Regions from separate parts of the Mus musculus genome. Here all the other regions are linked to region 1. Evidence: chromatin contacts called from public Hi-C, HiChIP or PLAC-seq and promoter capture Hi-C data. All regions are on one chromosome and are shown on one strand. The core of a region is the stretch at or near the end of the contact, and the rest is flanking DNA. Distances in the headings are between cores, read along the strand shown.

Region 1 (2,758 bases), core at 125-2,624:
ACCCCACCCACATCACTGTGCCATACCTCTAGGGAACCTTGAATATGATGTGATAAGTGGTTCTCCATCGTCTGTCCAGGGTGGGTCAGCTTATGAGCAAAGCTTGCCCCTTTCCACAAGAGGCCACCAACTCAACTCAAGGGGCCCAGTAGTCAAAAAACACCCTAAGAGGCTCATGGTCCCACCTCAGCGGGCAGGGGCCATGAGGAGGACAACCCTGCACTGAGCCTAAGGAAAACTTAGCCGCATCCCCATAGAAGGAGCTACCTGCAGGGGATAACTAAGAATTTAAGAGCATCCTTTGGGCCTAAACACAAAGCCCAAGCCAGAACCAGAGCGCACAGCCACACCCTCCTGCCTTCCGGGTACAACAGCTCTACTCACATTGACTCCTCCCCTCGCTCTTTGGGACACACCCTCAGTTTAGGTAGGTCAGCCTGTTTCCGTGTATGTGAGGCTAAGAGGACCACGAGTCTGACGCTAGAGGAAGAGTTTGAAAATAAAACAAGATGCCATGTGTAGATGTTTAATAGAGACCCCGGACACAGATACATCCACAGGTTTCTGCTGTTGGACCCTCCATGTCACCCTAGCCCTCAGAGAGATGGGTCACTAACCTTCAGGGCACACTTCTGGCCAGAGCGCCGATGGTAGCACTCCAGTACCTTGCCGTTCACACCCAGACCCAGCACTTGCTTGGACAACTGGTAGTCATCAGTCACCGCGTACTTCTTGGGTTCCCGTCGCACACCTGGGGCCGGAGCACCACCCAAGGCGGACCCGCCGAGCGCACCTGGCGGGGGCACAAGACTCCCCTTCTCCCCTGCTGTCTCGCCATCCATGGCCCCCACGGGGCGCTCGGAGGTAGCCCCAGCCTGGCGCGTCCAGAGGCACCTGAAGGAAAGGGAAAGAGTCACTCCCCACCGGGACTTTTTGGACACACCCCAGCTTTGGTTTCTCCAGAACTAGATTGACTGGGCTCCTGGCCCAAGACAAGCTGGAAACTGCCTGAGAGTACTTACGTACAGCAGGGGGAGGTGATCCCTCAGCCCAGGCACGTGTCAAATTAGGAAGGAGTCCGGCGCTGTATAGCAACAAGGTCTTGAGAACCAGCCATACAGAGACCCAAGAAAGGCGGACCAGGCGAAGGCGCACTTGGTGGCAAAGCACTACACGAAAATCATGGTGCAGGCGAGAGTGGGCAAGAGATAGTGATCCCTGGAGTCCGCTGAGGACCGGAGCCCTGGACCCAGAGTCTCGCCGCCCGCGTCCCACGTGACCCCCCACCCCCGCTTCTCGTCGCGTCATTCAGACTTGGGGCCCCGCTAGGTCAACCTTAAAGGGCCAGGCTAGTCCGGGTTGGGCAGGCCAGGGCAGAGCCCCTGGCAGACTCCGCCTCTGAGTCGAGACAAAATGGGGCGTGGCCTCGTCAAGTTCACTGTAACTTTCGCAGCGCCCTGGGACACCGCTAGGAGCTCCTTCAACTGTTGTACCAGCCTCCTCGGATTTTATCTGTGATCTAGAAAAGTTACAGCGCAAGACATTTTGTTTCTCTTGCGGGCTCTTGAGTGAAGTGTTCTTTTTGCTAGCTGCCAGGGGGCGTTTTAGACTCCCAAAATTTCCAGGTAGCTAAGTGTTTCAGAATTCAACTTTTTGAATGTTTAGTCAGCGTGCCCTGGGAATTGGCATGTTGTTGTCTAACCCGCCACTCATTTCCTGGTTTAGGGCATCTGTCTAACAACTGGCTAGCTTTCCTTTCTATGCACTTCCTGACTAACCTTTTGACTTTGCAATTCACTTGTCATTCCAAATAAATGTATTGGGCCACATTCATACTTCCCTGGACCACTTACAGCCCGTAGCCGTAAGTTGAACACACTTGGGACGCTCTTGAATCAGAAATCTCGATTTCCCATTTGGTCAGCTGCATCAACTTTTCACCTCGTGATTTGAGCTTTAGGTTCTAAGAATCTCAACTAATAAAAGTTCAAGTTCTGGCCATGGTGATGAACACCTGTAATTGCAGCGCGAGGAAGGCTTAGGCGGGAGGATTGTGAGGCTAACCTAGGTTACATCGTGAGGCTATGTTTTTAAAAAATAAAATTAGCTGGGCATAGTGGCCTATGCCTTTAATCCCAGCGCTCTGAAAGCAGAAAAAGACGGACCTCAGTGAGTTCGAACCAGCCTGGTCTGCAAAGAGAGTTCCAGGACAGCCAGAGAAACTCTGTCTCGAAAAACCAATCAATCTTTTGTTTTGTTTTTGTTGTTTTTTGGTTTTTTGAGACAGGGTTTCTCTGTGTAGCCCTGGCTGTCCTGGAACTCACTCTGTAGGCCAGGCTGGCCTTGAATTTAGAAATCCGCCTGCCTCTGCCTCCCAAGTGCTGGGATTAAAGGCGTGCGCCACCACGCCCGGCTCAATCAATCAGCCTTAACATTAAAATCCATTTCTTCCATCCAATTCCTCTATTCGCTTTAAATTTTTCCCTTCTGCACTTAGACCTTCACCTTTTAGCCTATCATAGATATTTTGAGCCAACTTTCCCACAAGTCTACAGAGCAGGCGGCGCCACAGGCAAGCCCTCTGAGCAGGTCTCTGCTGCCATCTACAGACTATATTCAGAACTGCAGCCACCCGGACCTCTGTCCCACCCAAAGGAGGCTGTGTCCGGCCTTCCACCACAACACACACAAAGATGCCTGGGCTGCACTCTGCAACTGTCAGTGGCCAACAGAAAATTGGTGCCCTTCTATTTGTACA
Region 2 (2,758 bases), core at 73-2,572, 1.5 Mb after region 1:
TTAACATGAAGTTGGCATTTAAACCTGAAACCTGGGCCTCTCGGTTCATGCCTGTAATCCCAGTAAGAGGAAGGTTGATGCTGAAGAATTGCCTTAATTTTGAGGCCAGCCTGGGCTACAGAGAGGGATCTGGACTCAATTAGTTAATATTTTAAAAACAAAACCACGACCCGGGGTAAGTGGGTATAGACAGAGAGGAAAAAATGTGAAAAAGAAAAACTAGACAGAACTGAACACAGAGCCATGAAGGCCTCAAGGGAAGGCGATTCCAAGAGGAACCTGTTGGTAATAGGAGTTTCTCTTGTCCACCTTTAGAAAGCAGGGATTAAAAAAATCTGTTTACTGCACTCACTGCAGAGTGTAGGTGCTTAATAAATACTTCAGTTTTAAAAACCTATGAGCTACATCTTTGCTAATGCCCAGGATGCAGGGTTACAACTCTGGCATCCTTTACAGAAAGGCCAATAGCCAAGAAGGAGGTCATCCCATGCCCATGGTTCCCATCGTGCTCCTTGCCTTTCCTGGCTGCGCTGACACTCGTTCACTCATGCAGGAGACCTTCTGAATGACACAGGCTCCAGACAAAGGAGTCTTGGATGAGCTCTATGCTCCAGACCTATCAATTTACCGAGGACCCTATACATCCCTCTGATCAGACTTCTATTGGCTTTTATCTTGTCTGTCTGTCCACTCATCTGTTCACCTGTCTAAACATTTTTTAAAAATTATTATAGTGTGTGTGGTGTGAGTGTGTGTTTGTGAGTGAGAGAGAGACAGAGACAAAGAGCCAGAGAGAAACAGAGCAACGGCTTGACCTGTTGAGCCGTCTTACTGGCCTCCTATAGAGCCATGTATTTGTCTATCGTCTGTAGTCATTCTCTCTGTTCCCTGCTGCTATCCCTTTATCCATCTTAGCGACATGTAGTTCTGTCCATCCATCTGCTAGGTTGACCAGCTTTGCAGTTTATCACAGAATGAATACTGGCCTTGACATTCCTGTATCCTAGGAAACTCCCCAGTGCGGGGCAAACCAGGACTGTCTGTCCATCCACCCTTACCCTAGGCATCCTGCAATCGATCCATTTGGCACACAGCCCATCAGTTACTTCAACTCCAGAACAGACTGGCCACCCTCCTCACTCAGGACAACGCCCCGCCTCTTCCCGCCCCTTGCCCATTCAGGAAGCCGCCCCAAGCGAATCCCGGCGCCCTAGCAACAGTCTTCCAGGCCGCCCAGTCCGCTTGCGCGGCTTCGGGTGCGAGCCAATAGCGAGGGGCCCTGGGAGCGAGGTTGGGGGGCGGGGCTGAGCGCGGCCGCAGCCATTTTGGTGGAAGAGAAACAATAGGACGGAAGCGTCGCGGGACTGGGCTGTGGCCGCAGGTAACGCCCGCCCCGCCCGGCCCGTGGCCCTGTCACCCCGGGGCTCAGGGGAAGAGGTTTTCGGTGCTGGTAGCGGCCGGGCTCCGGGATCCCTGGGAGGCTTGGGTTTGTGAAGGGGGTCCTATGGCTGTCATTGAGAAGCGGTCTCCCCCTTTTTTTGTGTAGTCATCCCTTCCCTATTTACGGGGGGCCATTGTACCTTGCAGTTACTGGGGAGAGTAGCGTTGCCCACCGAGACGGGGCAGAATCTTCCCCCCGGCATTGGAGGGTCTCCCGGAACCGGGGGAGGGGAGGGGGCGGGGGACGACGACAGTGTCTTTCTCCGGTTTTGAAGCGGTCTCCCTGGGTCTTCCGGTGGAGGACAGGATCTCTGGTCTCACAGAGGTCCCCCGGCCACGATCTCCCTGGTCTTTGAGGATGGGGTCTTTATCTTTGGATGGAAGGGTCAGCCCGGATCCTCAGGTACTGTTGTTACCTGGGCCTGCAGATGTGCAGCCATTTTGGGTGTTGAACGTCAGTTGTGCCAGTCAGCTCCTCTTTGATCCCGGAAAGGCGGGGGAGAGGGTGATCTGCGCATCCAACCTTATTGGTTTTTTTTTTTTCCCCTTCTTCTCCTTTAAGATCTTAAAATGGATCAGAAGGTGTCTTCTTTTTTCTTCTTCTTATGCTGATGCTCCTACCACGAGTGGGATTTTATTCATATTTGATAACAAGACTGCATCTATCTTCTGCATCCTTCCTAATGACTTGATTCGTTTTTAGGATTTTAATTTCTATCAAATATCAAGAAAGCTGTACTAGCGGGAAAATGGGGAAAAATGTAGGAACTGGTGAAATCTAGGGCTCTTCTTACACGCGAAAGGAAATAGAGCTAGTCATCGCATGTAAATAAACATTTTGTTAGCAGAAATGTACATAGAGCAAGAACAAAATAATTTCGAATATTTGTAAGAAAAAGTACTGAAGGGATCCAGAGGCAGTGGGAGGGGGATAAGAAGGGACCAGGGGGATGGATATGGTCAAAATACATTGTATACATGTTTGGAATTGTCAACTAATAAATATTTATGAAAATAAAAAGATCCAAAAGAAAGAAGCCCTGGCAGTTTTGAAACAGCAAATATGATGCAGACAAACATTTTGAAAAATTTAAAGGACCTTCCTTGTTGACAGCATTGTTGTTGATTTTCAGTATTTAAAATGTTTGCTGTATTTGCACTTTCCCTGGGATAACATTTTAAGAGATGGGAGATGCTTATTTACCAAGTTGTTGCCGTGGAGAGTGTAATTGTAGGGTTTTGTTTTAATTTTAGCAGCTATCCACAGATAGAAATACAAAATGAGTACTTATGTTTGGTGTGAACAGGCCATCTGACT
Region 3 (2,758 bases), core at 96-2,595, 1.0 Mb after region 1:
TCTCACCTGGACTGCAGGGTCTGGCTCTAAGTCACAGTGCTCCTTTCTCCACACTGTATCCAAGTTGCCTCCCAGAGGAGCCACCAGTTCTTATGGGTGGCAGTGGGTGGGGGTGGGGGGGTCTCTTCTCTCCAGCTGACTAAACATTTTTCTGTACCAGTTAATTTTTCCAACTAATAGAATAAAGGCAGTTTTCTAAATTTCCTGTATTCTCTTGTGTGTTGCTTTCGCCGGAAAGACTCCCCTGGAGAGGCTTCTTGAATGGCACCAGCTCCTCCTACTCCCTCCCTCTTCTAGACTAACCTTTTGTCTCCTCCCAAGAACATGGAAGTGGTTTCCCTGTGACACGTTCAAATCTAAAAAGTGGAGTGGAAGCCGGGTGTGGTGGCGCAGGCCTTTCATCCCAGCACTCGGGAGGCAGAGGCAGGTGGATTTCTGAGTTCGAGGCCAGCCTGGTCTACAATGTGAGTTCCAGGACAGCCAGGGATATACAGAGAAACCCTGTCTAAAAAAGACAAAAAAAAAAAAAAAAAAAAAAAGTGGAGTGGAATGTCATAGAGGGGACATGAGGGGCTGGGTTTTCTGGACTAAGACCAAACTGCACTGGGGGCAGGAATCTAGGACCACTAGAAGCACGTGTTCTGAGAGGAGCTAGGTTAGAGTCTGGAGCAGGGAGTCCTGCACTGCTGTCCACCCTTACAAAAACAACCAAAAGAAATTGCCTTTGATAGCGCTGTTAGTGCTACTAAAAAAAAGTCAGGCATGGGTGGTACAAGCCTTTAGTACCAGCACTCGGGATGAAAGCAAAGAGACAGGTAAATCTCTTGAGTTCTAGGCCTGCCTGGGCTACTGAACAAGCCTTAGTACAGCCAAGACTGCATACAGAAACACTGATGAGATGGAGACACCCCCCAAGACAAAACAAAACGAAAACATGCACTTGGAGTTCCAGGCGAGCCAGGGCTCTGTAGAGACCTTGTCTCAGAAACAAAACACTGGCCACCTGATGCGACGCAGCTCCTCTTGAGTTCAATTCCCAAATTATCACCGAGTGGAAGGAGAGAACCAACTCTGACCTCAACATGCATGCTCCTTCGATTTAATTAAACAATAAGTGTAATTAAACTTATGTTTTTAAAACCCTATAACCTTATGACTAGAAACGTGTGGGTAAAGTTACACAATATAAGGGAGCTGTGCGTGAGCTGCTTTAGCCGTTGTTATTGCCAGAGGCCATCTTCCTAGGCGGGACTCTAGACTAATTAAGAAACGGTTGAGTAAGACAGAGCTGGAAGATCCCCGCCTAAGCAAGCAGCTTCCTTCCAGACTAGTGCTACAGGAGCTAGACCAGACCCGCCCTAGGCACCTCCAGGCGCTTTAGCCCGGCCGCACCCTCTTCCCTGTTCCTCGATGGGGGGAGGGTAGAGGCCGGATAAGGCGGGACCCTGAGACTTAGAGCTGGCTGCCAGCCGGAAAGAAAGCGATGCCACGTGATCTCAGCACCATCCAGTTAAAAGGAGGTGCAGGGCCCTGTGAGCGCTAGTACGGATTCCACGTTTGAGTCCCAACATCTCCAGTATGTGTGCTGCTCGGCTCTCCGCGGCGGCACAGTCCACCGTGTATGCCTTCTCCGCGCGCCCGCTGACGGGCGGGGAGCCTGTGAGCCTGGGCTCCCTGCGGGGCAAGGTGCTGCTCATTGAGAATGTCGCGTCTCTCTGAGGCACCACGATCCGGGACTACACCGAGATGAACGATCTGCAGAAGCGTCTGGGACCTCGTGGACTGGTGGTGCTCGGTTTCCCGTGCAATCAGTTCGGACACCAGGTATATGGGGCGAGATGGGTGGCCTTGGGCTCTAGGCTCCCACGGGCGGGACACCGCTTACTTTCTCCTCTGGTACTACAGCTGGAATGCAGGCCTATCCTCGGTTATACAAGGAGGGCAACTTCCTGGTGACTCATCGGGAAACCTCTGTTTTGCAGTTAAAAAGCACATTCTTTCCGAAATCCTAGCACATAAATAAATGCCTTTGTCTTCCCTAGGAGAATGGCAAGAATGAAGAGATTCTGAATTCCCTCAAGTACGTCCGACCTGGTGGCGGGTTCGAGCCCAATTTTACATTGTTTGAGAAGTGCGAAGTGAATGGTGAGAAGGCTCACCCGCTCTTTACCTTCCTGCGGAATGCCTTGCCAACACCCAGTGACGACCCCACTGCGCTCATGACCGACCCCAAGTACATCATTTGGTCTCCGGTGTGCCGCAACGACATTGCCTGGAACTTTGAGAAGTTCCTGGTGGGCCCCGACGGTGTTCCCGTGCGCAGGTACAGCCGCCGCTTTCGTACCATCGACATCGAACCTGACATAGAAACCCTGCTGTCCCAGCAGTCTGGCAACTCCTAAGGCGGCCCTGGCATTGGCTTGGTGATTACTGGCTGCACTCTGGGGGGCGGTTCTTCCATGATGGTGTTTCCTCTAAATTTGCACGGAGAAACACCTGATTTCCAGGAAAATCCCCTCAGATGGGCGCTGGTCCCATCCATTCCCGATGCCTTTCCACCTAATGAAAGGTGGTTTCACTACTAAGAATAAAGTGCTGAATATCAGAATTGTTTGTGTGTCCTGTGTCATTGTCACCTTTTGGATAGCCTCATAGTCAGGGATAAGGAACTCAATCCCAGAGCCTAAACGTCCCTTTCCCCGCCCCTTATGCTTTTCTTTCTCCCTGTCCCAGGACATGGTTAAGGTCAGTCTTGAGT
Region 4 (2,758 bases), core at 93-2,592, 1.0 Mb before region 1:
CATATGACATTCCTAAAAAAGTAAAAATAAAAAGTCTGTGGCTGCCAGAGGAAGGAACGCTAGGACCACATAGAGAGACCTTATCTGGAAAAGCAGCAAACTGCTACAGCTTGGGAATTTCCTGAGAGGCAATTCATTTTGACATTGTAGGAATATACAAACGTGACCATCATGTTTCTGGCATGGGGTGCTCGTGACACACTTATTGACAAGAGAAAAACTGAAAACTGTTTATGGGAAGGCTGGGAATTTGTGAGCACCTATTTTTGTCTTGAGACTTTCACCTTGCCTATGTTAAATTAGCTTAAACATTTCTAATGTCAAGGTACCAATTCTATGCCAACATAGTTAAAATAGGATCAGATATAGATCCTGTATCTCTCATCAAAACACTAAAAGAATTATTTTTAATGGTGTGTGTGTGTGTGCCTCAGGAGACAAGAGGTGTTGAACTGCCTCAGAACTGGAGTTCCAGGCAGTTGTAAACCATCTGACATGGGAGCTGGGAATAGAACTTTCGTCCTCTGGGAGAACCATATACACTCTGAACCAATGAATCATTCTTTTAGGTCCAAATACACTCCCCCACACGCCAGTTTCTGAGTTTACTGTCCCTGCAGATTTAGGGACACAGTTTCAAGCCTAGGCATGTGGTAAGAAACCTCAGGACACAGCCAGATCCTAATTAGTGTTTTGAGTATGGACAAGTTGGCCGGCCCAGGAGAGATGATGGATGGAAGGTTCTTGAATCTTACAAAACATCCAGTTCAGGTCAGATGCACAGGTCACTCTGGGCTTCGGCTGCTTTCATTGCAGAAGGTGGAAAAGGACGGCCTCTGGTGGTTCCGCCCGACGATTGCTTCTTTCACCTTTTTTTTTTTTTTGGAGCTAAGGTCAGGCTACGACCCAAAGCCTTCTTAAGGCTAAAGAGTTCCGAGCAAGACGGGCCGCAGTCACATCCCCTCTTAAGACAAACGCGGAGGCAGGCCCTCGGAGTAGACGCATTTTTCCTGAGGTCACCCAGTAGAGAATTAAGAATTGAACATATGTCTTTCTGCACCATGGTTCTGACTCTTGAATGACTCCATTTTTTTTTTTTTTAAATAGACACTTAGGAGTATTCGCAGGAACGAACCATTCTGGGGTCCCAAGGCGCTAATAACCTGGTTCTCCATGGCGCCTTGATCGGACGTTTTAAGCCAAGAGCAAGGCCAGTCAGTATCCTCCTTCCGGGATACTTAAGCCTGTCACTCATAATGGTAAAACTCCGCCCGCCCCGGAGCATCTCGGTAAATGTAGTTCTACCTTTATTAAGACTGTGGGGTATAAGTGCTATGTAGAACTTCATTTCCCCGATGGCTGCGCGCTCCGTTACCTGAGCTAGAGCTGAAGGGCCGAAACCTTCATCTAAGATTTTTTTTTTTAAGTTCTTAGGAGGAAAGTGTGACAGCGAACTGAGGCTTTTGGCTGCTCGGCGGGTCACCTCATCTGGAAGAGCGGGAGGACAAGAGCTTGACGCCTATCGAACGACCCGACTTCCGGTCGGCGGACAAAAACCTAGGGCGCTTCTCCTTTAATTGCGGTGGGCGGGACGCGGCGACGCCACCGGCGTTGCTATTGGTGGCGATTGGGGGCGCGGAAACTGAACTGGCACAACTGCCGACCCAGCTATCTCTGGCACTTGGGGCACAGCTGGTCCTACCAGCCCGCTAGCCCCGCTATGGCTGCTCCCAGCCAGGTAAGTCCCTGGATAGTGAGCACCTGACTGGTTGGAACAATGGCCGCGAGAGAGGCGGATGGTGACGCGGGGTTCTAGGGTGACCTCCTCATCCAAGGTTACGGGGTGGATCCGGGCATTGACTTAGCACCCCAGGTGCCAGGCTAGATGTTAGACCACCAGGACGAAGAAATAAGTCTCTGCCTCTGGAATGTACGGCGTATTGAGGAAGACACCATCAAGGCCCGACCCTTGTCGTGGCCTGGGGCGAGCCTCGTAAGCTTGGCCTCTTGTGAGCAACAGGTCTTTTTTGGAGGTGACATCCTTTTCCAACAAGTAGAAGCAGTAGGCCATCGGGATGCCTGGGATAGCGGAAGCCTGCAGTGTGTCCAGGGCTCGATTCTGACCCCTCCCCCCACTCCAGAAAAGGACTTCAAATTGGTCCTTTAAATAAGAATTTGCTTCCACAGGGCCAGGTGGTACCTGATGCACCTGAGAAGACTTGGGTAGAAATAGAAACCAGACTTTTGAGTGCCGATTTGATATTCTGTTTACATTTAGCTCCACGCAGATTTTAGGGGAAACTGTTCAGGGAAGAAGGCATTGGGAAGGGGTGTCACTGATGGAGTCAGACCTGAATCTGCTTCTGCCCACTGAGCCTAGGATGGACACTTCCTCACCCTTGTGTTTCTGAGAGGCTCTGGTGAGGACAGGAGAGGGAATGAGCCCTTGCTCCTTAGTTGATTCTTACCCCTGAACTACCAGGCCATCTGTTAAAAGGCGTGAACCTGCAGGTGTGCTTGGGGGTGGAGCTGGGCACTGGGCCTCACCTTTGTTTGGGGTAGAGCTTTGTGGAATAGCAATGGCTTCGCTGTATCATAGAAATATCCTTTCCCAAGCTGGGTTCCTTGGAGCTCTTCAGGTGGTTTGGTTGTGTGTGTGTGTGTGTGTTTTGTCGTTTTGTTTTTTTTGTTGTTGTTGTTTGCTTGTTTTGTTTTTAATTTTTGGTGTTTGAGGTGGAGGGAGATAACTTACTATGGT

Evidence for each region. Promoter capture Hi-C pulls out the DNA fragments that hold promoters and counts their contacts. A called contact is a pair of places that touch in the nucleus more often than the background predicts. HiChIP or PLAC-seq counts read pairs in DNA pulled down with a chosen protein or histone mark.
Region 2: a contact with region 1 is called in an H3K27ac HiChIP or PLAC-seq map of microglia, with 4 times the contacts expected there. The contact joins the promoter of Ip6k2 here to the promoter of Mapkapk3 in region 1. A contact is called at or near these places in 3 of 39 promoter capture datasets (liver and pre-B cells), 1 of 115 datasets of contacts at active chromatin or transcription factors (microglia) and 1 of 9 other capture datasets (adipose tissue).
Region 3: a Hi-C map of neutrophils shows a contact between it and region 1, with 6 times the contacts expected there. The contact joins the promoter of Gpx1 here to the promoter of Mapkapk3 in region 1. A contact is called at or near these places in 1 of 39 promoter capture datasets (erythroid cells) and 1 of 484 Hi-C or Micro-C datasets (neutrophils).
Region 4: a contact with region 1 is called in a promoter capture Hi-C map of pre-B cells, with 3 times the contacts expected there. The contact joins the promoter of Poc1a here to the promoter of Mapkapk3 in region 1. A contact is called at or near these places in 3 of 39 promoter capture datasets (liver, neutrophils and pre-B cells) and 1 of 115 datasets of contacts at active chromatin or transcription factors (astrocytes).

Annotation. Positions count from the first base shown.
Region 1 is chr9:107,288,503-107,291,260 of GRCm38.p6, forward strand. It overlaps Mapkapk3 (mitogen-activated protein kinase-activated protein kinase 3), which reads right to left and starts at 1,375. Exons shown (of 11, transcript NM_178907.3): 1 at 1,023-1,375; 2 at 618-894. The coding sequence starts at 842.
Region 2 is chr9:108,782,490-108,785,247 of GRCm38.p6, forward strand. It overlaps Ip6k2 (inositol hexaphosphate kinase 2), which reads left to right and starts at 1,323. Exons shown (of 6, transcript NM_001379600.1): 1 at 1,323-1,381.
Region 3 is chr9:108,337,735-108,340,492 of GRCm38.p6, forward strand. It overlaps Gpx1 (glutathione peroxidase 1), which reads left to right and starts at 1,346. Exons shown (of 2, transcript NM_008160.6): 1 at 1,346-1,824; 2 at 2,043-2,608. The coding sequence starts at 1,579. The coding sequence ends at 2,402. It overlaps Rhoa (ras homolog family member A), which reads left to right. Exons shown (of 6, transcript NM_016802.5): 6 at 1-209.
Region 4 is chr9:106,279,719-106,282,476 of GRCm38.p6, forward strand. Poc1a (POC1 centriolar protein A) reads left to right here and starts at 1,343. Exons shown (of 11, transcript NM_027354.2): 1 at 1,343-1,738. The coding sequence starts at 1,721.